Regions from separate parts of the Gossypium hirsutum genome. Here regions 2, 3 and 4 are each linked to region 1. A link is a contact called in public Hi-C data. All regions are on one chromosome and are shown on one strand. The core of a region is the stretch at or near the end of the contact, and the rest is flanking DNA. Distances in the headings are between cores, read along the strand shown.

Evidence for each region. A called contact is a pair of places that touch in the nucleus more often than the background predicts.
Region 2: a contact with region 1 is called in a Hi-C map of leaf, with 2.7 times the contacts expected there. The contact joins the promoter of LOC107902149 here to the promoter of LOC107888711 in region 1. A contact is called at or near these places in 11 of 34 Hi-C or Micro-C datasets (callus, hypocotyl, leaf and 2 more).
Region 3: a Hi-C map of leaf shows a contact between it and region 1, with 3 times the contacts expected there. The contact joins the promoter of LOC107888701 here to the promoter of LOC107888711 in region 1. A contact is called at or near these places in 3 of 34 Hi-C or Micro-C datasets (all in leaf).
Region 4: a Hi-C map of leaf shows a contact between it and region 1, with 3 times the contacts expected there. The contact joins the promoter of LOC107888699 here to the promoter of LOC107888711 in region 1. A contact is called at or near these places in 3 of 34 Hi-C or Micro-C datasets (all in leaf).

Annotation. Positions count from the first base shown.
Region 1 is chrA09:14,837,931-14,840,710 of Gossypium_hirsutum_v2.1, reverse strand. It overlaps LOC107888711 (probable carboxylesterase 11), which reads left to right and starts at 1,331. Exons shown (of 2, transcript XM_016812887.2): 1 at 1,331-2,646. The coding sequence starts at 1,841.
Region 2 is chrA09:14,583,413-14,586,192 of Gossypium_hirsutum_v2.1, reverse strand. It overlaps LOC107902149, which reads left to right and starts at 1,381. Exons shown (of 16, transcript XM_016828372.2): 1 at 1,381-1,593; 2 at 1,658-1,752; 3 at 1,836-1,949; 4 at 2,204-2,308; 5 at 2,456-2,527. The coding sequence starts at 1,497.
Region 3 is chrA09:15,053,050-15,055,829 of Gossypium_hirsutum_v2.1, reverse strand. LOC107888701 (glyceraldehyde-3-phosphate dehydrogenase 2, cytosolic) reads right to left here and starts at 1,377. Exons shown (of 11, transcript XM_016812878.2): 1 at 1,127-1,377; 2 at 956-1,056; 3 at 418-533; 4 at 208-307; 5 at 1-75. The coding sequence starts at 1,154.
Region 4 is chrA09:15,032,477-15,035,256 of Gossypium_hirsutum_v2.1, reverse strand. It overlaps LOC107888699 (glucose-6-phosphate 1-dehydrogenase, cytoplasmic isoform), which reads right to left and starts at 1,370. Exons shown (of 16, transcript XM_016812871.2): 1 at 1,084-1,370; 2 at 366-572; 3 at 201-286. The coding sequence starts at 536.

The DNA.
Region 1 (2,780 bases), core at 82-2,581:
TATAGTCAATGCACGAATTCTATAAGAGATTTGACAATGCCCTGACCTTGATACTCATAGATGTCGAGATACTCATTTAAAAAAGAAAACATATTTCTGGAAGTAACTTCTCCACCACATATTTTAATATATATTTTTGCAATATTCAAATATAAAAAAATATAAATTTTAAATTAGCCACGAAATTCAAAATATATTAATTGAATTATCAAAGTATTAATATTATAGTGGTCAATATCTTTTATGGGTTAAATATAAGTTTAAATTTTCTATGAAACATAATTTTTTAAAAGAATCTTTATAATTAAAATTTGAAAGATTTTCTTAACAAGTTAAAACTAATTTATTCATACAATAAATATATATTTAAAATTTGAATATCATGTTATAAATATGTTTCACATAAATGATAATTGGTTATTAAAATTTAAGAGATTTTTCTTACCAAGTTAAAACCAATTTATTTATATAATTAATATATATGTATTTAATATGTTCTACATTAAATTTAGTTAATTAGAAAAGAATTTGAGGTAAAAGTATTATGGAGGCCTTGTATTAGGTGTGGGGTTGTATTTTGCTCTATTAAAAAAACGAAAAAGTTAGTTTCTGTACGTTAGTTAAAAAAGTAAATTGATTATTCTATTAAAAATTTCATCTATTTCTATTGTTAAAAATCTGGTCCTTATACGTCGACATGAGATATATGTGGCATGCCATGTATAATTGTTTAGTTATTTCGTTAATCATGCTAATTTTTAACTTTAGAAAATGGATGAAAATTTTAATTGAAAAAACTAATTTGTTTTTTAGTTTAATATATATAGATTAATTTACTTTTTTTAATAAAATGACCAAAATAAAATTTAACTATTAATACAGAGACATTTATAATACTTTTATTAAGAATTTAATTGATACAAATGATAATTTAAACATTCAATTATAGTTTTTTTAAATTTAAGAATAAAATTAAAATTCTAAATCATAATATAAAAGGTATGATGAAATAAAGGCTTTAAATATATGTTTTATGTTTTTTTTTTTTTGGTATGGAAGGACTTAGAATTTATTTAAACACAATGATAGGGACTTCAAAATGTAACATTTCCCAATAGAAGTTATCAACTTTACAATTAATTTGTCTTGCCCAAATTCTAGATCTACCTTTCTAATTCTCGTACCTCTCACTTGAGAGGTCAATTAAGTCATTAGGCTATATATAATATATAAAGTATATTAATCCCATTTTCCAACATTTTTATCACTAAAATAACCTCATAGTTTAACAGCCTATCATTAAAAGCAAATAAAAAAGAACATCTTATTAAAGTTGCTGGTTGCATGATCTTATTGTAACCTATCATACAACCAAGGGCCCTCTTCTTCGCTTCCCTTTTCTTTTCTTTTCTTTTCTTTCTTTCATTCTACACTTCCATTTGGTCTGCCATTGAAATATATGGTATCAGATTTCAAGCATAATTTCCCAGTTTTTATAAACCCTAATCACCCAATTCCCATGTCAAATTTCAACCTATAATTAACCCATTTCACAGTTTCATACTTTTCTTTCCCCTTCCAAAAACCTTGAATTTATCTCAACCTTAAAAAACCCAAAAACAGGAAAAATAAAAAATAAAAAAAGGAAGAAAAAAACCTCAGAATTGGAAAGAAAAAAAAAAGGGAAGGGAAAAGCATCATCTTCATTTATTTCGGGGCTCTGCAAATTCATCAACAAAAAACGTTGAAAAGATCAATACCCAGAAGTTGTTTTCGACGAAAAACATTAAAAAGAACTTTTGTTTTTGTTGTAAAAATTAGAAAAAAAATTTTAAGGGAAATGCCAAGCGTAGCTGTAAAATTATATAGTGTATTCTTCAAGTTCCTCTTGAAGCAGCGTTTGCAAAGCTGGATTCAAGATCCTATTGACGAATCCTCCAATCCTTACGGTGTCACGACCCGACCCGAAGAATCCGTTTCCGCTCCCAATCCTTGTTTCACCGACGGTGTCGCCACTAAAGACATTCACATTGACCCGTTTACTGCCCTCTGTATTCGGATCTTCCTCCCCGAATCGTCTCTTTCCCCTCCCGAACAATCCCACCCCAAATCCCACCTCAGATCCTCCCTATTAGATCCCAATTCCATTAATCACCGGAGGAACAGCTATGCTCCTTCTGATACCGGGACCCCGAGAAATGATTCGAGAAGAAGCAGTCTTGATGGGTTAAATTCAAGATCCGACAATAATGTTTATCGAGGTTATTCACCACAACCTCAAAAATGTCGAAAATTACCGATAATGTTACAGTTTCACGGCGGGGGTTGGGTTAGTGGGAGCAATGAGTCGGTCGCCAACGATTTCTTTTGTCGGAGGATAGCGAAATTGTGTGATGTTATAGTTGTGGCCGTTGGTTATAGGTTGGCGCCGGAGAATAAGTATCCGGCTGCTTTTGACGATGGATTGAAGGTCTTGAATTGGTTAGGGAAGCAAGCGAATTTAGCCGAGTGTTGTAAGTCAATGGGGAGTGGGGCTCGTGGGGTTGGAGCAGAGTTTACCAAGGCCGAAGTTCAAAGACATATTGTGGATGCATTTGGGGCTTCCATGGTTGAGCCGTGGTTGGCAGCTCATGGTGATCCATCAAGGTTCTTATTTCTTCATTTTAACCATTCAATGTTTCGATCTTCTTCTTCTTCTTCTTCTTCTTCTTCTTCTTCTTCTTATTTTATTATTTTTTATTATCTTTTTGTATTTGTATTTGTTTTTGTAAATGAATTTA
Region 2 (2,780 bases), core at 132-2,631, 250 kb after region 1:
AATTAGTGAAGGCTCTATTAAGCCTTTCCAATACAGCGTCTTGGCCTTGCCAGTTATCGGCCCACGTATAGTAGGAGTCTTTGATATTTATATAATCATATGTTTAATACAATATAATTTTAAGGTTTATAACAGTCATAAATGCAATTACAAAAACTGCATCTGAATAATAATATTTTTTAAATAATATATGTAAGTTTATATTAAATTATAATTACTTATATGTTAGCACATAAACCAGAATAAATATGTACTGAGAATTCATATAAGATTTATATAAAGTGAGATTGAAATATGAAATCTTAAAATTCTCAAGGTCTATTAATCTAATATTAATAATTTTGGGATAAATTCGTTTTTTTTTCTTTCTTACTTTATTTTTTACTTTTATATTTTAATAAAAAAATCCACTAAAACCTTTTAAATAACAATAACTAATTAATTTTACATAAATATAATTTAATAAACTTATCTCAAGAGTAATATATAATTGAATCAAATATAAATTTAAAATACTTAATTTTAATTTAAATTAAATATTTTTTTAAAAAAGAAATAAAATATATTTAATTTTATAATACTTTAATACTTAACATTTTCATTACTTTATATTTAAAAATGTAAAAAATAAATAAAATAAAATAATACATAAATAAATAATAGGCAAATTACACCATTAATCACTAAAATATGGATAAGTTATCGGTTTGATCATTTAACTAAAAAATTTACAATTTGATCACTTAAATATTTGAAAGTTTTCATTTAAGTCATTAAACTATTCAAAAGTTTTTATGTAAGTCATTAGGTAATTAAGTTTTTATTTTTTAATTACGCTAATGAACTCTAAACAACGATTCGATAAACGAGATGGTGAATTAGTACTCATCAATAAGTATAAAAATATACCTTAGAAGAATATATTAAAAATGATTGATTGGTTAGTTGTGAATAGAGAAATGCAACGATTTTAAGAGTCCCAAGACTTAATTGAAAACTTTTAAATAATTTTGTAATTAAATTAAAACGTTTTAATTTAAGTGATCATAATAAAAATTTACCATTAATGATATAATTGACCTAAATAATAAATATATTTTACACTGACCCTCTTTTATCCTAAAAAGTAAATTCCCTCTTGTCAAAGAAATTTCAACTAAATTTCAGCTGATTTTTTTTTTTTTTGTCAATAAAAATTCAGCTGGATTGTACGCTCGAAAAATCAAGCTTGTCATATATCTCTAAATAATGATTCAACTTTTTTCGCGATATTAACTATTAACAAGAGCGAAAGCCAACAAAGGTTAAAGAGGGGATATTTCCCTCCGCCTAATTTAATCTATAGGGATTAAATTGCATTTTTCGATATAACAGAGGGACTTCCGGCATACTTTAACCTTCTTCATCTCAATCTCAGAAAGTCATATACTTCTTTCTATTTTCTTCATCCTTTCTTTCGGTTTGGCCTTTGAATCCCAAACTCACACTTCTCTGCAATGGGCAGCAAAAACAAGGATGTAATTCGACTAGAGCGTGAAGCCGTCATTCCCATTCTCAAGCCCAAGCTCATCATGACTTTGGCCAACCTTATTGGTATGCTTCCCATTTCTCCACTTCCTCTCTTTACTTGAGTCTTTACTGTTTTCATGTGTTGCAGAACATAGTTCTGATCGGGCTGAGTTTCTGAAGTTCTGCAAGAGAGTGGAGTACACAATACGATCTTGGTATCTTCTCCAGTTTGAAGATTTAATGGTATTGCTAACATATTCCTTCAACCATTTTTGTTCGTGTTTCTTTCCTTTTGTTCTAATTTTAGTTTCAATTCATGTTCACAGCAATTATACTCCCTCTTTGACCCTGTAAATGGGGCTCGGAAATTGCAGCAGCAAAATTTATCTTCTGAAGAAGTAGATGTACTTGAACAGAATTTCTTGACATATTTATTTCAGGTGTTCTTCTTCTCCTTCTTCTTCTTGTTGTTGTTTCTTCCAAAACCCCAAATTGGAACAGGAATTCACAATGCTGTCACTGAAATATATATTAAGTCTGTATAATAACAAGCTGATGACTTGAATTTCGTTTATGTTTAGTGTGTCTCTGATGTTTTCCCTAACATGACTAAACTTGAATACGACAACTGCTACTCTTTTTTATTACAAATTTCGCATTACATTGCAATTTGAAATTCCCTTTGGTGTCACAGGTGATGGAGAAGAGTAATTTTAAGATAGCTACTGATGAGGAGATTGATGTTGCACATGCAGGGCAATATCTTCTTAATCTTCCCATAACAGTTGATGAATCTAAGGTCATCTGCAACTTAGTGTGTTTTGTATATTATCATGGCCGTTTGTTAAGTCTTTATTTGAATATATAGTGTGTGTTTTGTTCTGTGCTATTAAGTTTCATTTTTTTTTTTATATTTATCTTGACCTTTTGTTTTCACTGAATGCAGATTGACAAGACACTTTTGAAGAGATATTTTTCAGAGCACCCCCAACCAAACCTCCCAGATTTTGCTGATAAGGTTGTGGTTACAATTTAGAATGGAAGGTGCATCATTGTTTATTTTGTTTCAGATAGCCACTAGTAGGTAGAAGGTTCTCTTTTCTTGAGTTCAACATGCAACAAAATCAATAATGATGAAACTGAAAGGATTTTGATTTTGAACTTATTTCCTTTATTGTGCCTTTAGTTTGCACTAGTTTGTTTTTTCTCTTAGTATTTTTCATGTGGTGTTTGCTATGTATTTGTATGATTAGATGGACCAGAGTCCAGAG
Region 3 (2,780 bases), core at 128-2,627, 220 kb before region 1:
CTTCTCATTGACACCCACAACAAACATGGGAGCATCCTTACTGGGAGCAGAGATGATTACCTTCTTTGCACCACCCTAAAAAGTGAAAAAGCATAGATCAGATGAGAATACCATACACGAAGATAAGAAGAAGAAAATCAAGTTCCAAACACAACTTTTGGGGGCCTTAACTCCAAAAAAGCATAGGATCAAATTATTATCACAAACCTTCAAATGGGCAGCAGCTTTGTCCTTGTCAGTGAAAACACCAGTAGACTCAACGACATAATCAGCTCCAGTCTCACCCCAAGGGATTTCTTCAGGGTTTCTGGCATAAATCAAAAGCCAATAAAAAAAATAGCTCCTAAATGGAAAACTCACCATGTTCCTCAAGTCAATTACAACAACCCATTTTGAAAAAGAAACACATGATATCACCTGATGCCGAAAACAGTGACAGGCTTTTCACCAAAGAGAAGGGTTTTTGAGTCCTTCACCTTAAGCTCATGGTGCTTCCATTGACCGTGAACACTGTCATACTTAAACATGTAGGTCTGTACAAATACAATTATCAAATCACATCAATAATTAAATCGTTAAAAAAACTGATTAAAACGGTTCTTCATTTTTCATCCTTTCTTTTCAAATTAGACACAAGATTCGCTCACTAAAAAAAACCTAAGCAGAACCAGTAAGTTTATAATAAATCTCTTAAAGATCGAACAAGAAATACATCAGTTTACCAGTTGAAATTTAAACTATTTCATCATGCTCTGTTAGGTAACACTAAAAGTTCAAGAATCATATCACAAGAAAGAAAGAAAGAAAAAAATTCAAATCATCACTCATCTCAGAGCAGAGAAGATCAGATCAGCTTTCTTAAAACTAAAACCAATATAATACAAACATGCACGGAGACTAATGCCAAAACCTAGTAAATAAGTGAGAAATAGGAAGGAAAATACAGTGTACGAACCATGTAATCGGTGGTGATGAAAGGATCGTTAACAGCAACGAGCTCAACATCTTCACTTTGGAGAGCAACTCTGGCAACCAAACGCCCGATCCTTCCAAATCCTTCACCAAACAGAAAAAGAAAATCAGATCCATAATTTAAAAACAAAATCAATAATAATAATAATAGTACCGTTGATTCCGATCTTGATCTTCCCCATATCGAAAGAAGCGAAAAAAAACAAATCTCTGAAAAAAAATACGACGGCAAAAGAACGGAAGTAAAGGAAGTGAGAATTGAGAGGAAAAAATGAGTAAAAAGGAGGGTTGTTTATATACGAGAGGAAGTGTTGGTGACAGAATGATAGAAAAGGGCAAATGACGGAGATTCTCACGAGGAAAGTGGGGTCGTAGCTCACGTGTCACTTGGATGATGATGAGAAGAAGAAGAAGCAAGGGTAAAAACGTAAAATCAAAGAGTACAGTGCAGAATGAATAAATCCATAAATGAATTAATGATCTTCTTTTCTTCTTAAGTCTATCAGTCAAGTTCGTCACGTCTGATTATATCTTCTAGGACTAATCTGTTTTTGAAAAATAGGAATCGACTTTTTAAAATGAAAGTTTAGAGTTTCTAAGCTGTCGAAATTATTTTTTTAAAAAACGGGAATCGACTGTTTAAAACGAAATTTTAAAGTTGCCACCGATCCTTTTTGATGGAGTGTGATCGGGTCACCTCAAAACGTGGTCGTTTTTCAATAAACAGATTGATTTATCAAAACAACAATTTTGGTCTGCGAAAATTGGAAAAACAGGTTTGGGAGTCGATTACGTGCGAGGAAGGGTTATCACTCTTGTCACGCCCAAATTTAGTACCTAATTGATTATTCAGTGTCTTAATGTTGAAAATTAAAAATTTGACAAGAGTTTAAAATATGATTCCTCTTAGTGTTAATGTTTTTTTGAAGTATTTGGATGAATTAAAACGTATGCCAATGACCGTTTCATCTTAAGATAAAATGTTATATCCAGTACGTTAGGACACAACACATCGACCCTCGATTATGAGCTTGCCTTCTATTTCATTTAAAACACATGTATTTAAATTTTAAAAAGGATATTTGGATATTTAGATCAAACGGAAAATCGAAACCCAGTATGTTAGGGCACGACTACTCGAATTTTTAAATACGGAATATTGCCTTTATGTTATTTAAAACTCATGTATTTTATTTTAAAAGGATAATCGGTTACTTAGATCAAACGAAAAACTGAAACCTAGTACGTTAGGACACGATTTCTTGAATTTCCAAGTATCGAATATTGCCTTTACTTGAAAAATCTAGACAAAAATAATAATAAATAAAATAATATAGAGATAAAAGATAGAATAACAAAGAAAATTCGAATAAAAATTTAATTTAATTCGGGAGGGGGAAAATAAACACACGTACAACAAAATATTGAATGAAATAGTTTAAAAATAGGACGGATAATAAAAATAATAGTAATAATAATTTAAAAAATAATGGAAATGATATTAAAAAAAATAAATATAATGATGATAATAGTGTTAATAATAATAATAATAAAATAATAATAAACAAACGACATATTAATGATAATAGAAAATAATGATAATAATAACGGAAGTAATGAAAATAATAATAATAGAAACAATAGTATAAAAGTAATAATAAAATAGAAAAATGAAAATAATAAAAATAGAAACAATAGTATAAAAGTAATAATAAAATAGAAAATAACAATGATACACTAATAATAATAATATACGTGCTAATAACAATAATAATATAAAAAAAATAATATTATATTGATAAAAATAA
Region 4 (2,780 bases), core at 121-2,620, 190 kb before region 1:
AAAACCAAGCAATAATAATGGAAGGAGTTGACTTTAATACTAAACAGATGTGGGATACCACTACTTAACACTCAACCTCACGTAGGGGCAGTCAACCACACATGGGGTTAGGTAGGAAGAATAACATAACAAACTCTGGAATCTGATACCATGTTAAGCATTGGACTAAAACCGATTAGTAATAGGTGGAGACGTCTCACCCACGAATGCGATTTCTCAATTCGTCATCTGAAATCTTAGTCCTTGCATAGCCGAAAATGTGCACCTCAATTGGTGGCAGAAATCCCTGCATACACACAATTACCATCTAAGGTTAGCCTTATCAGGGAAGCCAAAGTTGATCAATGAATCTAAAACACTTGAACCTGGCAATAAAGATGAAAGAGAGCAGGGAAAGTCTTCTTTTTGGCAAGATCACCAGAGGCACCAAGAACAATAATTGAAAGGCACCCAATTTCCGGCACAGTCTCATTGCCTACAAGCGTTTCACTCTTGAAACTATCTCGTTTTTGAAGGCACCATTCACCTGATCCCATCTTCTAAGCTTTGCCTTTCTTTGTTTCTTTTATGACCTGTACTCAAAGAAATGTAAGCTGTACGCAAAACAAAAAGACTTCATTTTTGCTCAACTTTTATCAACAACATGCAAAAGAAAGGTTAAAGAAAATTACAAACTTTTCAAAAGAAACAAATTCTAAATGAAATACTCAAAACTCGACTCAGAATCCAAATCAAAGGAGAAAACCAATGAAATTAAGCTCAATAAAATCACGTTTTGCCCATATATCTATTAAATGATTTGATTAATCTGCCAAAACTGAAACAGAGCGTGACATAAGAGTTCACTTTCACTCAACTAAATGACAATTGGCTTAATAAAGATATGAAATCAAAGGTTTGTGAAGAACATGCAAAAGAAACATACAAAAAAATATGCAAACTTTTCATTGCATGGATCCCATAAAGAAACAGACTTTACATTAAAAACTCAAAACCCAGATCAAATGAGAAAACCAATCATATCAATAAAACCATGTTTGGGAAGAAAGAATGAAGAACCTGAGATAAAGAAGTGAAACAAACCTTGAAAGCAGGATTCAAAGAACAATGAAACCTGAGAATTGTAAAGAAAGAAAGAGAGGCAGATATATAGAGCGAGAGTGGTTGGTATGAGTTTGGTGTTAAGGTTTGAAAAGTGGGCGTCAGAGCTTGAGGTTATATTGCAGTCTTTGTATCGCTCTTGTTGTTCTGTCACCAACTCCCCTTGTCTCAATGTGTGGGATCTTTTTCTTACCAGCCGCCGTAGTTAAACACCAACTTGTCTTTTCCTTTCCATATTTTCCACCTTCATTCTCCGTATTTATGTCCATGCCCCTCCAACTTTGTTCTCAATATATTTATAACCGTTAATTTAAAATATAGCTAAAATGGGCTCATAGTTTTTGCATACTTTAGTAATATCTTTTTCATTTTGGGCTGAAACAAAAAAAATCCCAAAGGAGTATATTGTAAATACGAAAAATATACGGTGACGACTGACGACGTTATAAAGAAATCCAATTTACTATTGGCGCTAACAAAATTGCGAATCAAATGAACCCCCAAAAAGAAAAGAAAAGAAAATTGAGAATAATAAAAAGGCGACGCCCCTTTCTAACCGTCGCTGTCCAATAAAATAAAGATCGGATCAGAATTTTTTTTCCACGTGATGAACGGCCTTGATTTGACGAATCCAGTTAAGATCGTGGGTGTTAAGAGGAGGTTGAATGTATCAATTTCAATAATTTCATTAAAGGAGAAAATAATGCATCACCCTACTTCATGTCTTTATAATGCGAAATTATCCATCCTGTAATTTTAAAGAAAAAAATAGCTACCACTAAGTGGTAGTTGAGTCCATTTTGTGTAACCATTATTATTGGGATGAACTTATTTTTTGAATGAATTCTGTACATATAGGAATCCAATGACTAAATCATGGACTTCCACTTCCTTGGTCAGAATTCAACAAAATGCGTCAACAAATAACCTCATCAATATAAGTATGTCCGTGGAATTTATGTATTAAAATTTTTAAATAAAATTAAATTGTAGAGTTAATATTTATTAATTAAAAATTTTCATGGTTCAATTTTAAACGAAATACTTCATTTGCAAAATCATTAAATTTTCAAAATATTAATTATATTAAATAGTAAATGAACATTTATTTAAACAATAAATACTAATTTTGTTGAAAATTAATCTTATTTAATTTTTTTAATAATATAAGGACTAAATTGGGTCAATTAATAATAGACAAAAGAAAGTGCAAATAATAGTCAGTTAGATAATGGATATCAAAATATATAAATTTTGTAAATATAAGAATTAAATTAGATAATAAAAAAAACTTAAGTATCATATTAGAAAAAATATCAAATTTAAATAAAAAATTATTTATTAATATAAAAAGAATTTAATATCTAAAATATCAATTTTAACATGAATTACTATACATAAAAAATAATTTTTAGAATATTGTTTGTTTGTATCAAAATTTGTAGTAATATTTCGTCAATACTATTATTAATTACTGACATTATATATGTTTATTTAACATAAAGTTTCTACAACAAAACAAATAATTTAACGAAAATTATTTCATAAATATAAATCACATTTATCGTGCCATGAGTTGCTGGTAATTTTCTTCGAAATATCTAGAACATGAAAAGAAGATATTAGATAATTATTGGTTAAATTAATAATATGATTAAAATAATAGTAAATTCAAAAGT